Regions from separate parts of the Sus scrofa genome. Here region 2 is linked to region 1. The links are chromatin contacts, called in public HiChIP or PLAC-seq maps. All regions are on one chromosome and are shown on one strand. The core of a region is the stretch at or near the end of the contact, and the rest is flanking DNA. Distances in the headings are between cores, read along the strand shown.

Region 1 (7,117 bases), core at 1,865-4,364:
CTCCTTTCCCCTTATTTTTGGCCACACTCGCAGCATATGGAAGTTCCCCGGGCCAGGGATTGAACCCACACCACAGCTGTGGCAATGCCAGATCCTTAACCATCTGTGCCACAAGGGGACTTCTCTGTAAACCCTTACATGGAATGAACTTTTCCCTAGAAACCCATGGTAACCAGCCTCCAAGAAGACCACCATCTGCCACACACTCCCTGTGTGGCCCCCTCCACACTGAATCAGGACTGATTTGTGTGACCAGTTAAATGAAGCAGAAATGGCCATATAATTTCAGAGGCTAGGTCAGAAATAACATCATAGCTTCCACCTTGGCCCCCTGGATGGCTCACTCTGGTGTAAGTGAGCTTCCATGCTGTAAGGATGCTCAAGCAGCTCTGCAGAGAGGCTCATGTGAAGAGCAGCTGGGGCATCTCACCAATAGCCAGGCTTGTGAGTAAGTAAACTTGGAAGTGAATCCTCAACCCCAGTCAAGTTTCCCAATGACTGCAGCCCTGGCCCACCTCATGAGAGACCCTGAGCCACCACCCAGAAAAGCCAATCCTGAATTCCTGTGAGAGATAACACATGATTATTGTTTTAAGCCACTAAGTTTGGGGAAATTTGTTACACAGCAAGAGATAACTAATACAAAAACTATTTCAAGTTAGGTAAATTGAATGGAAGAGACCATCGTCTGCTAAACACACCAGGCTAGAATCTCTTTAGATTGAGCAATAAATCCCAATGAATACTAGCTATACCATCTTGTCCAATGATATTTAGAGAGTTATTGACTGATATTGGCATCAGATTTTGGAATTACTTTGTTATTGTTGTTGTTGGGCCCATGGCATTCTCCCAGGCCAGGGATTGAACCCAAGCCACAACAGTGACAACACTGGATCCTTAACCACTAGGCCAACAGGAAACTCCTGAAATCCTAATAAAGACCCAATCTGCTTTTAAAACACTTGTGGACATTCTAAAGAAAGAGGCTTCTAAGCATTGCCTCTGAACATGATCTTGCTGATATACTAGGTTTCACACTGTCCTTAAGTTCTGTGGATGGTATATCAAATTTCCTACAGTTATTGGTGGAAGGCTGCTGGGAAGGTGGCCATCAATTCCCTGGCACTTCTGGCTTGCTTTGCACATGCCCAGAGTGAGTTCCTGCCTCAGAAAGCCAGCAGGTGAGTGGACACAGGTGCTGGCAGTTGCAAGTTGAACCAGTGAGCTCAGTAAAGGCAGGGGTTGAAAGGATGGGGTGGGAACATAAAGTGTCTGCTTCAATTATTAAGTCAGGGCCTCAGCCACAGGAAGATGGCACAGATCTAGTCACCAGAATTGTTACTACAAGGTGGTTATTACTGACACTGAGAAACACAATTAAAGCCTAGCTTTCCAAACAGGTATTGAAGTCAGGTATAGACCAGCAGCAAAGGCTTTCTAGGTGAGATGGTAAGTCTGAATGTCTTAAATTGCTCTTACTGGGAAGAAAAACAGGAGGCTTCTTCTGCCCTTCAACCCTAACCACAGGCACAAGATTTGCCAGGCTCACCCTGTTGGGACTGTACTACTACCTCATTTCCTCTTCCTACTGTGGGTCCTTCTAGTGAAGGGACAAGTCTGTCTTTTAGAAATGAACTAAACCAAGGGCTTAAAAGAACCAAAGGATAGCAGTCCTCTTCTTAAGGAAATCAATGAGTTTTTAAGTATAACCCAGCAGACAGTGGGGTGTTCAACAAGCACTAGGCTGGATTCACCCCAGCTCCTACCACCACTGGCTTAGGACTACCCAGCAGGGACAGAGTCATGGCATGAATCTCCATCCCCTCTCTAGGACTTCTTGTTATCTTAATAAAGAAAACACAGGAGTTCCCGTCGTGGCGCAGTGGTTAACGAATCCGACTAGGAATCATGAGGTTGCAGGTTCGGTCCCTGCCCTTGCTCAATGGGTTAACGATCCGGCATTGCCGTGAGCTGTGGTGTAGGTTGCAGACGCGGCTCGGATCCAGCGTTGCTGTGGCTCTGGCGTAGGCCGGTGGCTGCAGCTCCGATTCAACCTCTAGCCTGGGAACCTCCATATGCCGTGGGAGCGGCCCAAAAAATAGCAAAAAAAAAGAAAACACAGACTTGAGAGTTTCCATTGTAGCACAGAGGAAACAAATCCAACTAGTATCCATGATGGGTTTGATCCCTGGCCTCCTTCAGATTGCTCGTTCAGGGATCCGGCATTGCCATGAGCTGTGGTGTAGGTCACAGATGTGGCTCAGATCCCAAGTTGCTGTGGCTGTGATACAAGCCAGCAGCTGTAGCTCCAATTCAACCTCTAGCCTGGGAAATACCATATGTGGTGGGTGCGGCCCTAAACAAAAAAAAAAAAAAAAAAGAAAAGAAAAGAAAATACAGACTCTGTGTGTAATGGTACTGCCTTTTCACCAGGAATCCCTCCTCTCCCCTTGGTGAAAAGTTGCTGCTGGAGCCCTAATTACCTTGAGACAGGTAAACAGGATGGAACCCTTGGGAAGATCCATCATGGGGGACAAAGCTGGACACGGAATTAAGGGACCACTGATTTCCTTATCAGTGGTGCCATGATATTTCCTACTTGGGGTCCCACTAGGGGAAAAGTTCCTTCAAAGTCCCCAGCCCTTTGTCTAATGCCCTTGGAGGCAGGAGCAAAAAGCTCTGGGAGTCCTCTCTTGCATTTGCTTCTCTAACATTCACCTCCAGAGGGCGCTGATGTTCAAAATACGAAAGCCCAAACCCTCAGAAAAGGTCCTGGGGAAGGCCAGCTGTCCACCCTCCAGGGAAGGCGAGCCTCAGCAGCCTTAATTCTTTGTGAATAACTGATACTGGTGACCTTGAAGCCGAGACTGTATTAGCACTGACAAAGGGCCTGTCTTCACTCAAATAATATAAGGAAGCCCCACAACCATGGTTTCTTCTTTATAGGAAGGGTTGCTCACATCCCCACCATTAGCTTCACGCATCTTGTAAGCTTTCTCTGCCAAGAACCGAGTATTTCCTGATCATGATTAGTACTGGGTAACATTAGCAACTGAAAGAAATCTGGTGGCTCAGGAGCCAATCCAGAGATTTTTCAGGGCCACCAGGAGGCAGCTGTGACACTTCAGGACTACATGTTAGCAAACGAGGGCTGAGGTTTTTGAGTGTCGTGGATCAGGCTTCTGATCTCTCCTCTGCCTCTTGCCAGCTGTATGACTTTAGGTAAATTATGCTGCCACATCTCAGCCATGCCTGTAAATAGAAATGATCATCTCAGAATAGTCTGGCGTGGAATCAAGTCATTTGGACATGGAAAAACCTAGCTCTCTGCCCGACACAAAGTAGGTGCTTTGTAAGTATGAGTTCCTTCTCTACTATCCTTCTCGCTACTTTTTTTTTTCTTTTTCCTGCCACATATGGAGGATCCTAGGCTAGGGATCGAATCGGAGCATGCAGCTGCCAGCCTACACCACAGCCACAGCAACGTGGGATCCAAGCCACATCTTCGAACTACACTGCGGCTTATGGCGACGCTGGATCCTTAAACCACCGTGTGAGGCCAGGAATCAAACCTGCGTCCTTACAGAGGCTATGTCGGGTTCTTAACCTGCCAAGCCACAATGGGAACTCCATCTCTCCCTTTAATAATACCATACAGGGAGTTCCCGTCGTGGCGCAGTGGTTGACGAATCCGACTGGGAACCATGAGGTTGCGGGTTCCGTCCCTGCGCTTGCTCAGTGGATTAAGGATCTGGCGTTGCCCTGAGCTGTGGTGTAGGTTGCAGACGCGGCTCAGATCCCGAGTTGCTGTGGCTCTGGCGTAGACCGGTTACTACAGCTCCGATTAGACCCCTAGCCTGGGAACCTCCATATGCCGCGGAAGCGGCCCAAAGAAATAGCAAAAAGACAAAAAAAAAAAAAAAAAAAAAAATACCATACAGGATGGATGAGTTCTTTTTTCCTAATTAGGAAACCTCAGTGGCTTACGTGAACCTCACCTTTATTTCCGTAAAAAATAAACTTTTTTCATTTGTCTGGCATCCCCCAAACAACAGGGATGAGTGAGGGCCCTGTGAGAATCTGAGAGCCAGCTGACCTAGGGGGCCTGGGGCTGTCTTCATTTGTGTACCCCGACTCCTGTGAAGTAGAGTCGGGGGGGTGGGGGTCGGGGCGGGGGGTGGACTGACAGTCACCAGGACAGATCCATCTTTAGGGAATGAAATTGGAAACTTACTTAGCAGGAAGTTCTCCTATGATAAGAGGCACCCTGTTCCCCGGCCCCCACTTCAAATGCCTTCTGTACTTCAAGGGCAATACCAAAGCCCAGTGTCACACTGAGCAGAGGAAGTTTAGAAACAAATCTGGAGTAAATATACCATCGCCTTGTATCCCCGATGCTCCCCTGCCATGGAGCAGACTCAGTTCTAAGTCCTGAGCCTGCCGGGCCCTTGACCTCAGTGATCTTTCTGTCTAACAAGGGAAACAAGAAGTAAACAAGCAGTGACAGCATCGTGCAATAAGTCCTGTGTGCTCGAAGCCAAGGATCACATGTCTAGGACTGAAACCTTAAGAGATGGGGATCTGGGCTATATTGAGGACGAGCCACATCCTTCATCACTCACCATCCTTGACTTGGCTGCCAAGATGACTCGTCTGGACTGAACCTTTTTTGAATTCCCTATCCCTATCCTATTATGTAACCCTTCTGTCTCAACTTATTTGTCTTTTTTTTTTTTTTTTTTTTTGGACATTTTAGGGCCACACCCTTGGCATATGGAAGTTCCCAGGCTAGGGGTCGAATCGGAGCTACATCTGTCAGCCTACACCACAGCCATAGCAATGCCAGGTCCAAACCGTGTCTGCGACCTACACCACAGCTCACAGAATGCCAGATCCTTAACCCAGTGAGGGAGGCCAGGGATTGAACACTCGTCCTCATGGAAAACAGTCATATTCATTTCCAGTGAGCCACAGTGGGAAGTCCTTAATTTGTCTTAAGGAAGGACCAAAACGTAGACTTAGGTTACTGCAGGGATAAATCTAACCAGGGTCTTAAACAGAGGGAAAATATGACCAAAAAAAAAAAATTAGAGTTAAAATTTTTTTCGTGTGTTTTAAGAATTTATTGAGGCTCTCATTGTAAAACTGAAGCTGTCTTTTTAAAAACCTGGCATATGGAGTTCCTGTTGGGGTGCAACAGGATTGGTAGCATCTCTGGAGCCCTGAGACGCAGGTTGATGCCCCAGTTGGGCACAGTGGGTTAGGGATCTGACCACAGCTGCAGCATAGGTCACAATTGTGGCTCGGATCTGATCCCTGGCCCTAGAACTCCATATGCCACGGGGCAGCCAAAAAAGAAGAAAATAAAAATAAAAAGCCTGGCATTTACCAACTAATCTGATATGTCTGGCACAGTCTCGGTTTTGGCATGAAAGCTCCAGATCCTGGAACCCCCTCCGTCCAGGCTACATCAGAACAGTTGGTCGTCCTAGCTCTGTTCCAAACCCAGAAGCACTAGCAGAGCACAGAGATAACATACCAACCTGATGCTGAAGCCCTGAGCCATGAATGCAGGAAATCATACATGTGCAATCTACAAGGCCAAGTTGCTTCCTCAGTATGAATGGGGAGCTACATAATATTTAACAAACAAAAATATTTGATATCATGAATAAATATGAGCCTATATTCAAGAACACAAGGAATTGTGCTGGGTTGGTGGTTTTCTTGTTTGTGTTTTGACCATGTCTGTGGCATGCAGAAGTTCCCAGGCCAGGGGTCGAGCCCACACAACAGCTGTAACCAGAGCCACAGCTGTGACTAGACTGCATCCCTAACCTATTGAGCCATGAGGGAACTCAGGAAGTTTGGTTTCTTGTTCTTGATAAAATTGCCCAGAGCATAGCCTTCCAAATTCCTGAGGGGAGTGGGATTTACATTTTCCAGAAGAAGCTTCACAAAACAGCATAAAGATTAACAGCATAGACATTGTTATAAAACAGATCTGACCTCAAATTATCGCTTTATGCTTACACGGTGGGTAACCCATGGTAACTGTCTTAACCTCTCTGTGCATTAATTTTCTTTTCAGTAGAATAATAATTCCTACTTTGAAGTGTACTTCTATAACTTTTTTGTTTTATTTATTTATTTATTTATTTATTTATTTATTGTCTTGTTGTATTTTCTTGGGCCGCACCCACAGCATATGGAGGTTCCCAGGCTAGGGGTCTAATCAGACCTGCAGCCACCAGCCTATGCCAGAGCCACAGCAACTCGGGGTCTGAGCCGCGTCTACAACCTATACCACAGCTCACAGCAACGCTGGATCCTTAACCCACTGAGCAAGGCCAGGAATCGAACCTGCAACCTCATGGTTCCCAGTCGGATTCATTAACCACTGAGCCATGACAGGAACTCCTTTTTTTGTTGTTTTTAAAAATTTTTATATAAATTTTTTAAAAAATTATCACAGTACATGGAATATAATGATTACTCATTAACACCTTTCAAAAAAAAAAAAAAAAAAGCTGGAGTTCCTGTTGCGGCTCCATGGGTTAAGGATCCCGTGTTGCAGTGAACTGTGGTGTAGGTTGCAGATGTGCCTCGGAACTGGTGTTGCTGTGGCTGTGCCGTAGGCCGGCAGCTGCAGCTCTGATTCGACCCCTGGCCTGGGAACTTCCATATGCAAAGGATGCAGTCCTAAAAAAGAAAAAAAAAAAAAAAAAAAAAAAAGGCAAGAACACAAACCTGATATTTTATTGTCTCCACGGCACCAAGTGGAGTTAATAAGGTGGTAAGAGATCATTCATGAAAACTATTTTCCCCTGAAATACTAGGAATATAGCTTTAGATCAACTGGGGTAGCATTATATGTGCATATGCTTCCATAGCTGAGAAAGGGCTTGGGCAGAATATCCTCATTTGCAGTTATATCCTCCATCCATCTTTGCACCCTCGGATGCTGGCCTGGGCGGTTTCGACCAGTGGACTTCCTGAATCAAACCAACTGGCTGTTTTTCCCAACTCAAAGTCACAACCCCTGTCAAGAGGCCCCCTCCACCCTCTGCCTCTATTTTTTTTTTTTTTTGTCTTTTGTTTTTTACGGCCACAC
Region 2 (7,117 bases), core at 2,895-5,394, 130 kb after region 1:
CATTTCCTGAGGAGTTTTGGTTGTGGCTCAATGGTAACGAACCCGACTAGTATCCATGAGGACAAGGGTTCAATCCCTGGCCTCACTCAGTGGGTTAAGGATCCAGCGTTGCTGTGAGCTGCGGTGTCAGTCGCAGACGTGGCTCGGATCTGGCGTTGCCATGGCTGTGACGAAGGCTGGCAGCTGCAGCTCCAACTCAACCCCTAGCCTGGGAACTTCCGCATGTCGTGGGTGAGGCTCTAATTAAAAACAAAAACAAAAAAACCCCAAGATGTTTGCCTAGACTCAAATGACTTCTAAGTTCTTCTAATACTCAGGAGAATGCTGAAATACTTAAAGAAGTTTACAAAAAAAAAAAAAAAAAAATTAAGATTCTAAACTTCAGGACTTTCCCCATCTGTAATGTGTTAATAAGCAAAGATAACCCAGGCCTTCCCCTCCATCATTCCAAGTCAATAATCTGCTAATCTGACCTTCTAATTACACTGCCATATTTTTAAGCTAAATAAACTGCAAAGAGCAAGAGCACAAAAATAAGAAAATATTGCTTCTCGGGTCATACCTTACAACAGGGTGAGGAGCTAAAACTTTTGTTACCATCATAAAATGCTTTCTCTAAAATATAGCATGTAGCATCATAAATTATAAACTAAGATGTCTATCGGTTTGTAAAAATAAAATCAATAAAGTATAAAATATAAATACATAAAATAGAACTTATTTTAAAATATATAAACCCTAACATAAAATATAACCCTTTCAGGAAAATATCACTGGTACTACTCAAATTAGGACATTTCTACAAAAATCTGTCATCAGTATAGCGTACATGCTAATTCCCTACCCTGTAATTAAAAACGGCAAGCGGTAAATTATTTACCAAAGGTACCAATCTATAATGTTTAAAACATTATTTGCCACCAAGCTTCACAGAACGAGTTTTAATTTGAGTCACTAAAACCTATACTTCAGACTCTCAAGATAAGCAATACCTGAAATCCCTGGATTCTGCAAGCCTGGTAAATCATTTGCCAAAAAAAAACCTGCCCGATGACATGTTATCAGTCCTTCCCCGAAACACACACTTGATAGCATCGTAGGATAAATGGTGACCGATACTCCTGGACACGGGTTCCTGGCCAGACAGTTGGGGCTATCAAGATTTTCTAGGTGGGTCCCGACTGGCTAATGACGTGGTTTCTCGCAGGCCAGTCTCACCTCAGAGTTCAGGGCAGGTCATTCAAATGACCCAACGCCTCCTGGAATGGGGAACCCGTGGAGGGGAAAAACCCAGGCACTCTTTTGGGGGAGGTTTAAAAATGAATGCAGAGGAGGGATAAATTAAGAATTGGGGATCAACTTTAAAAAATTATAGAAAACAATACTTAAAAATCATTCTAGTTGATGAAATTCAAAGCTTTGGGTAAGTCCAATAAAGAATATTCTTTGGGAGTTCCCATCGTGGCTCAGTGGTTAATGAATCCAACTAGGAATCATGAGGTTGCGGGTTTGATCCCTGGCCTCGATCAGTGGGTTAAGAATCCAGCGTTGCCATGAGCTGTGGTGCAGGTCGCACACCCGCCTCGGATCTGGCATTGCTGTGGCTGTGGCCTAGGCCAGCGACTACAGCTCCAAAAAGACCCCTAGCCTGGGAACCTCCATATGCCGAGGGTACGGCCCTAGAAAAGACAAAAAACAAAGAATATTCTTTGGAAAATAAAAGAATTTGTGGTTCACAAATACACACTACTATATATAACATAGATAAACAACAAAGGGAGTTCCTGTTTAGCTCAGCGGTAATGAACCCGACTAGTATCCCTGAGAATGAAGGTTTGATCCCTGGCCTTGCTCAGTGGGTTAAGGATCTGGCATTGCCATGAGCTGCAGAGTATGTTGCAGATGCCCCTTGGATCTGGTGTTGCAGTGGCTGTGGTGTAGGCCAGCAGCTGCAGCTCCTCTTTGACCCCTAGCCTGGGAAATTCCATATGCTGCAGATGTGGCCCTAAAAAGACAATCCCCGCCCCCCCCCCCGCCAAAAAAAAACACCTACTGCACAGAGAACTATATGCAATATCTTATAATAACCTATAGCGGACAAGAATCTGAAAAAAATACATGTCTGTGCGTGTGCGTGTGTGTGTGTGTGTGTGGGAGGGGTAACTGAATCACTTTGCTCTACATCTGAAACACTGTAAATCAATTATGCTTCAGTAAATAAAAGTAAAAAAAAAAAAGAGTGAATTCATGTTGGGAGCCATCTGTACCTTTGGTTATAAAGGAGCCGGTCCTGCTCAGCGCGGAGGAGCCGCTGGAGGTGGAGTCACAGCGCAGGAGGGGCTCGGACTCATCCACGAAGAAGCCCTTGTTCTTATCCAGCGGGGAGGGCTCCACCGTCAGCAGTGTGGAATTCTCAAGCTTCGTGTTGGGGCTGGGGATGGGGCTTGGGCTGAGGGGGCTGGGGCTCATCGGGAGAGCCAGTTTGTCGGTTTCCAGCTGTGGACGAGAACAAGAAATTTTTATTTACTTCAAAAATTATAGATGGAGTTCCCATCGTGGCTCAGTGGTTAACGAATCCAACTAGGAACCATGAGGTTTCGGGTTCGATCCCTGGCCTCACTCAGTGGGTTAAGGATCCAGCGTTGCTGTGGCTGTGGCCTAGGCCGGCGGCTACACCTCCGATTCAACCCCTAGCCTGGGAACCTCCACATGCCGCAAGAGGGGCCCAAGAAATGGCAAAAAAAAAAGACTTAAAAAAAAAAAGACTTTAAAAAAAAGACTTTAAAAAAAAAACAAAACCCAAAATTATACAAACTATAATGGAAAAGAATCTGAAAAAGTACATCATGTGTATACATATATACACATACATATGCACACACACACCCTGAACCACTGTGCTGTTCACCAGAAACCAACATGACCTTATAAAGCAACTATACTTTAATTAAATAAATAAATTTTAATTTAAAATTTATGGAGAAATGTAATTCTCAGACAACTTTTTTTTTTAGCTTTTTAGGGCAGAACCTGTGGCATATGGAAGTTCCCAGGCTAGGCGTCAAATCGGAACGGCAGCTGCCAACCTGTGCCACAGCCACACCAACACCAAATCTGAGCTGCGTCTGCAACCTATACCACAGTTCATGGCAATGCCAAATCCTTAACCCATTGAGCGAGGCCCTAAAAAGCAAAAAAAAAAAAAAAGCTTGAAAAAGATAATGAGACAGGAAAACCCCAAAGGCAAAAGGGGCTGGAAGCTGAGAGGGAGGACCACCCCGCTGGAGCCAATGGGAGGCCTCTTCAGGATGCAGTGGAGACCACAAAGCCTGCATTCTGCCGTGCGGCAGGGGTGGTGGGTGGGGGTGGCAGTGATGCTCAGGGAAACAGCAAGAAGGCAAATAAACATGACGGTTACAGAGGGAGACAGTGAGCGGATCGTGACCTCTCTGGCTGGTGCTTGGGGGCTGGATTTGAGAGAGGCAAGAATTTCCACAGGGAGACCAGTTAGGAAGCCAGGTGAGGTATGATCGTGGCCTGTCCCAGGGTGCGCAGTGGAGATGGGAGGAAGTGACAAGTGGGATCGCCGCATTTTACAGGTGAAATGACAAAGGCTCGGGAAGGTGCACAGATGCTGGGAGAAAGCCAGGGCTCAATTCAAGTCCCTTGGCACTCCACATTAGAAATCTGACAGGCACTGGTGGCATCTCGGAGTCAGCTGGCTTTGGCTTTTTTTTTTTTTTGGTCTTTTTAGGGCCATACCTGTGGCATATGGAAGTTCCCAGGCTAGGGCTCCAATTGGAGTGACAGCTGCCAGCCTACACCACAGCCACAGCATCTCAGGATCCAATCCGCATCTGTGACCTACACCACAGCTCACAGCAATGCCGGATCGTTAGCCCACGGAGCAAGGCCAGGGATCAAACCTACATCCTCACAGATACTAGTCAGGTTTGTTAACCACTGAGCCGTGCCAGGAATTACTGGTTTTATCTTGTTATTGGTTCCTCAGAAGTGGAAGGAAATCTGGAAGCCATGTGACCAGATGATGCAGGGCAGGGTTCAGGGAGTGATGTGTGCTCTCGCCAGAGCTATTAATCCCCCATCATTAGAAACCTCCGGACTCCACTCCCACATGACCAGTGACACATCTTCAAGTTCCTCCATCAAGAAGACACTGACCCTCATTTCAACAGATGACGCTGAACAGTTAGCTGTAAAAGGCAAAAAATACAGCTGCCTCTTGTTCAACCTCTAAGGCCTGAGAAATCCTTGCAACAGAGGGCAGATTCTGAAGACCTCTGGTGACAGCCCATCGAAAGTCCCAATAGGTTTTCCCTCCGTAAAACCGCCCACATCCTGCTTCTGCTTCCGGTACAAGATAAGACTTGGATACCATGCCTTCCCATCAGCCTCTTTTGATCCGCAAACAAGTTTTACGGGTATATTTTTAAGATGTGAGTCCATTAGGCCCTGGCACATGCCCCTCCTCCCTGAAAATGCACACTGCCATTCATGCCAACACGCTTTTTTTTATTCACTCAGTTAAACAAAGAGCACTTGTCTACACTCTGGTTCTCAGGGATAGTACACTGGACGACACGGTCAGTCAATATAGGGCACTGTTCTGGCTTTTAAAAAGAAATTCCCACCCACAAATCACATGCCAACAGACTAAGAAGTCCACCCACCTATTTCCTGAACTCAGTTCAAAACTTTAAATATTTAATCCCCCCGCCTTGCTTTGTGCCAAAGGATCTTATCAGTGGAAATGAAGCACATGAGTTCTAACATACATTAGCAACACAGAATGCGGAGGTGATGCTGGCTAATAACTAATTGTGAGTCAAATGAATGGGAAAATCCACTAAGAATGGTTTTAATATCTCCACAGTGGTGCTAACAACCACAGCAAAAGCCAGAGACCATCTGACAAGCATCTTTCTAGAAAATCTATTCTGCTACTAAGTATAGCTGATCCTTCACTATGAGGAGGATACATAGTAGCTGGTCATATTCCAGACTTCTCTGAAGTTACTTGCATTTTTTTTCCTATAAGAAAAAGAAACGCAGGGGTGTGTGTGTGTGTGTGCGCGCTTGCGCAGAATGGACTGGGAGTTTGGGGTTAGTAGATACAAACTGTAACATTTAGAATGGATAAGCAATGGGGTCCTGCTGTACAGCACAGAGAACTATATTTAATCACTAGTGATAGAATATGATGGGAGACAAGAGAAAGAATATATATATACATATATATGTATATATAGATGTATGACTGGGTCACTTTGCAGTATAGCAGAAATTGACAGAGCATGGTAAATCTACTACAATAAAAAAAAATGGTTAAAAAAGAAAAAAATTGCCCCTAGAAACTCCCTTTACCTTAATATTGACAATATCCATCAAAGTTGGTTTGTGGCACTGCAGCTCAAGCATTGTATTACCTGTGCTTCCTCTGACAAGTAATTGAGACCTCAGGATAGGCGGAAGACATTATTTTATGAGCTCAGAGAGTTTATAGTTCAGTACTGAGTTTATAGCAAATAAACAGAACTTATAATAAGATTCAGATGTTAAAAAAGAAGACAAATACTCTAACAAGAAAGCTAGATGTCCATAGCAGATGGTTTTATCCTCTTGCAAAAGATCTGAACATAAACTTATCAAAACAATCACAAAATAGATCCTAGGTAGCTGGATTTATTTCTTTTTTTCTTTAGGCATTCCAAATTCTCTACAGGGACATATTAACTTTTATAATTAGAAGAACAATGTTCTTTTAAAAAGCAGTCACCACCTCCGTTAACTTTGAAAATGCTGTGGCTGTAGCAGCCCTTATTTACATTGGTAGCCAAGGAACAGATCGTTCGAAGATCATCTCCTTGGCTGAGCTCCTCTCTATCACAGAAACAAAAGGCCAAAACTCTTCCCCAACTTACTGCCATGAAGCAAATATTAAGACTTAAAGGCCTCTGGAAAAACTTGGCCGATGAAGGCAATCAACCAATCAGTGGACCAGAGCCACAGCAATGCAGGATCCTTAATCCACTGAGCAAGTCCAGAGAGCGAACCCACATCCTCATGGATGCTGGTCAGGTTCGTTAACCACTGAGCCACAAGGGAAACTACTGACTTTATCCTTTTATTGGTTTCTTGGGAGTGGATATTTGAAGTCCCTTCGGAGAAACTTGAAAAGCAGTGTTCTTTTTGCTCTGTTGCCAGGAGGTCATCATGCTAACTTAGAAGACTCACTTGAGAAATAAGGTAGAAACAGTAAGACAGACCAAAAAGGGGGAGTGGGCAGGGATAACGAGGGGTGAGCTCCCCAAATAACCCAAATCCACAAAGGTCTGTTGTGTGAACCTCAAAGGATGCAACTTATTTTGGCCAAATGAGCCCCAAATGTCCCCCTAATTAATTTCTTTTTTTAAAAAAATTTTTAATGATTTTTATTTTTTCCATTATAGCTGCTTTACAGTGTTCTGTCAATTTTCTACTGCACAGCAAAGTGACCCAGTCACACATACACATGTACATTCTTTTTCTCACCTTATCCTCCACCGTGCTCCATCAAAAGTGACTAAATATAGTTCCCAGTGCTATACAGCAGGAGCTCATTGCTTATCCACTCCAAAGGCAATAGTTTGCATCTATTAACCCCAGATTCCCTGTCCATTCCCGCCCCTCCTGATTAGTTTCGATGCAAATCCACTTGGTCCTTCCAGATATTCTATTAGTCCAAACTGACAAGGGAAGAGAGATAAATGGTTCACCTCACTCCACATTCGAGCCACAAGAGCCACGCCTTAAGCCCCACTGGGGACCTGCCTACTTGCCTTTCTGATTGCCAGTACCACTGAGCACAAGGAACCATCTGAACAGATTAGGTCAACAGGTATCGACTGAAATCTGTGGGCTGAATGCTTCTTGGGCTGCAGAGGTTAGAGCAGTGGTGGTGAGAACAGTGAGTTAACTTGCCCTGGGAAGGCCTGGAATGAACCACTCGTGTCCCTGCAACTCTCCACGCCTCAACCAGCAACTCAACTCCACGTGCCCACAGTGGGTATGCGATCAAATCACAACCAGAAACTGAAGCTCGGAAGGCACTCTCCTC

What was found. HiChIP or PLAC-seq counts read pairs in DNA pulled down with a chosen protein or histone mark.
Region 2: a contact with region 1 is called in an H3K27ac HiChIP or PLAC-seq map of skeletal muscle. The contact joins two enhancer-like sites. A contact is called at or near these places in 3 of 47 Hi-C or Micro-C datasets (heart right ventricle, liver and skeletal muscle) and 2 of 2 datasets of contacts at active chromatin or transcription factors (alveolar macrophages and skeletal muscle).

What each region holds. Positions count from the first base shown.
Region 1 is chr7:41,893,392-41,900,508 of Sscrofa11.1, forward strand. No RefSeq gene overlaps it. Among named protein-coding and RNA genes, the nearest start is that of ADGRF1, 60 kb to the left of the region's middle. Within about 2 kb of position 3,115, at least 22 of the 83 cell types and tissues checked have an H3K27ac peak or open chromatin away from gene starts, as enhancers often do. A contact at or near this core is called in skeletal muscle, where this site is marked.
Region 2 is chr7:42,021,912-42,029,028 of Sscrofa11.1, forward strand. TNFRSF21 (tumor necrosis factor receptor superfamily member 21) reads right to left here. Exons shown (of 6, transcript XM_003128430.4): 5 at 2,268-2,496. Among named protein-coding and RNA genes, the nearest start is that of TNFRSF21, 66 kb to the right of the region's middle. Within about 2 kb of position 4,145, at least 22 of the 83 cell types and tissues checked have an H3K27ac peak or open chromatin away from gene starts, as enhancers often do. A contact at or near this core is called in skeletal muscle, where this site is marked.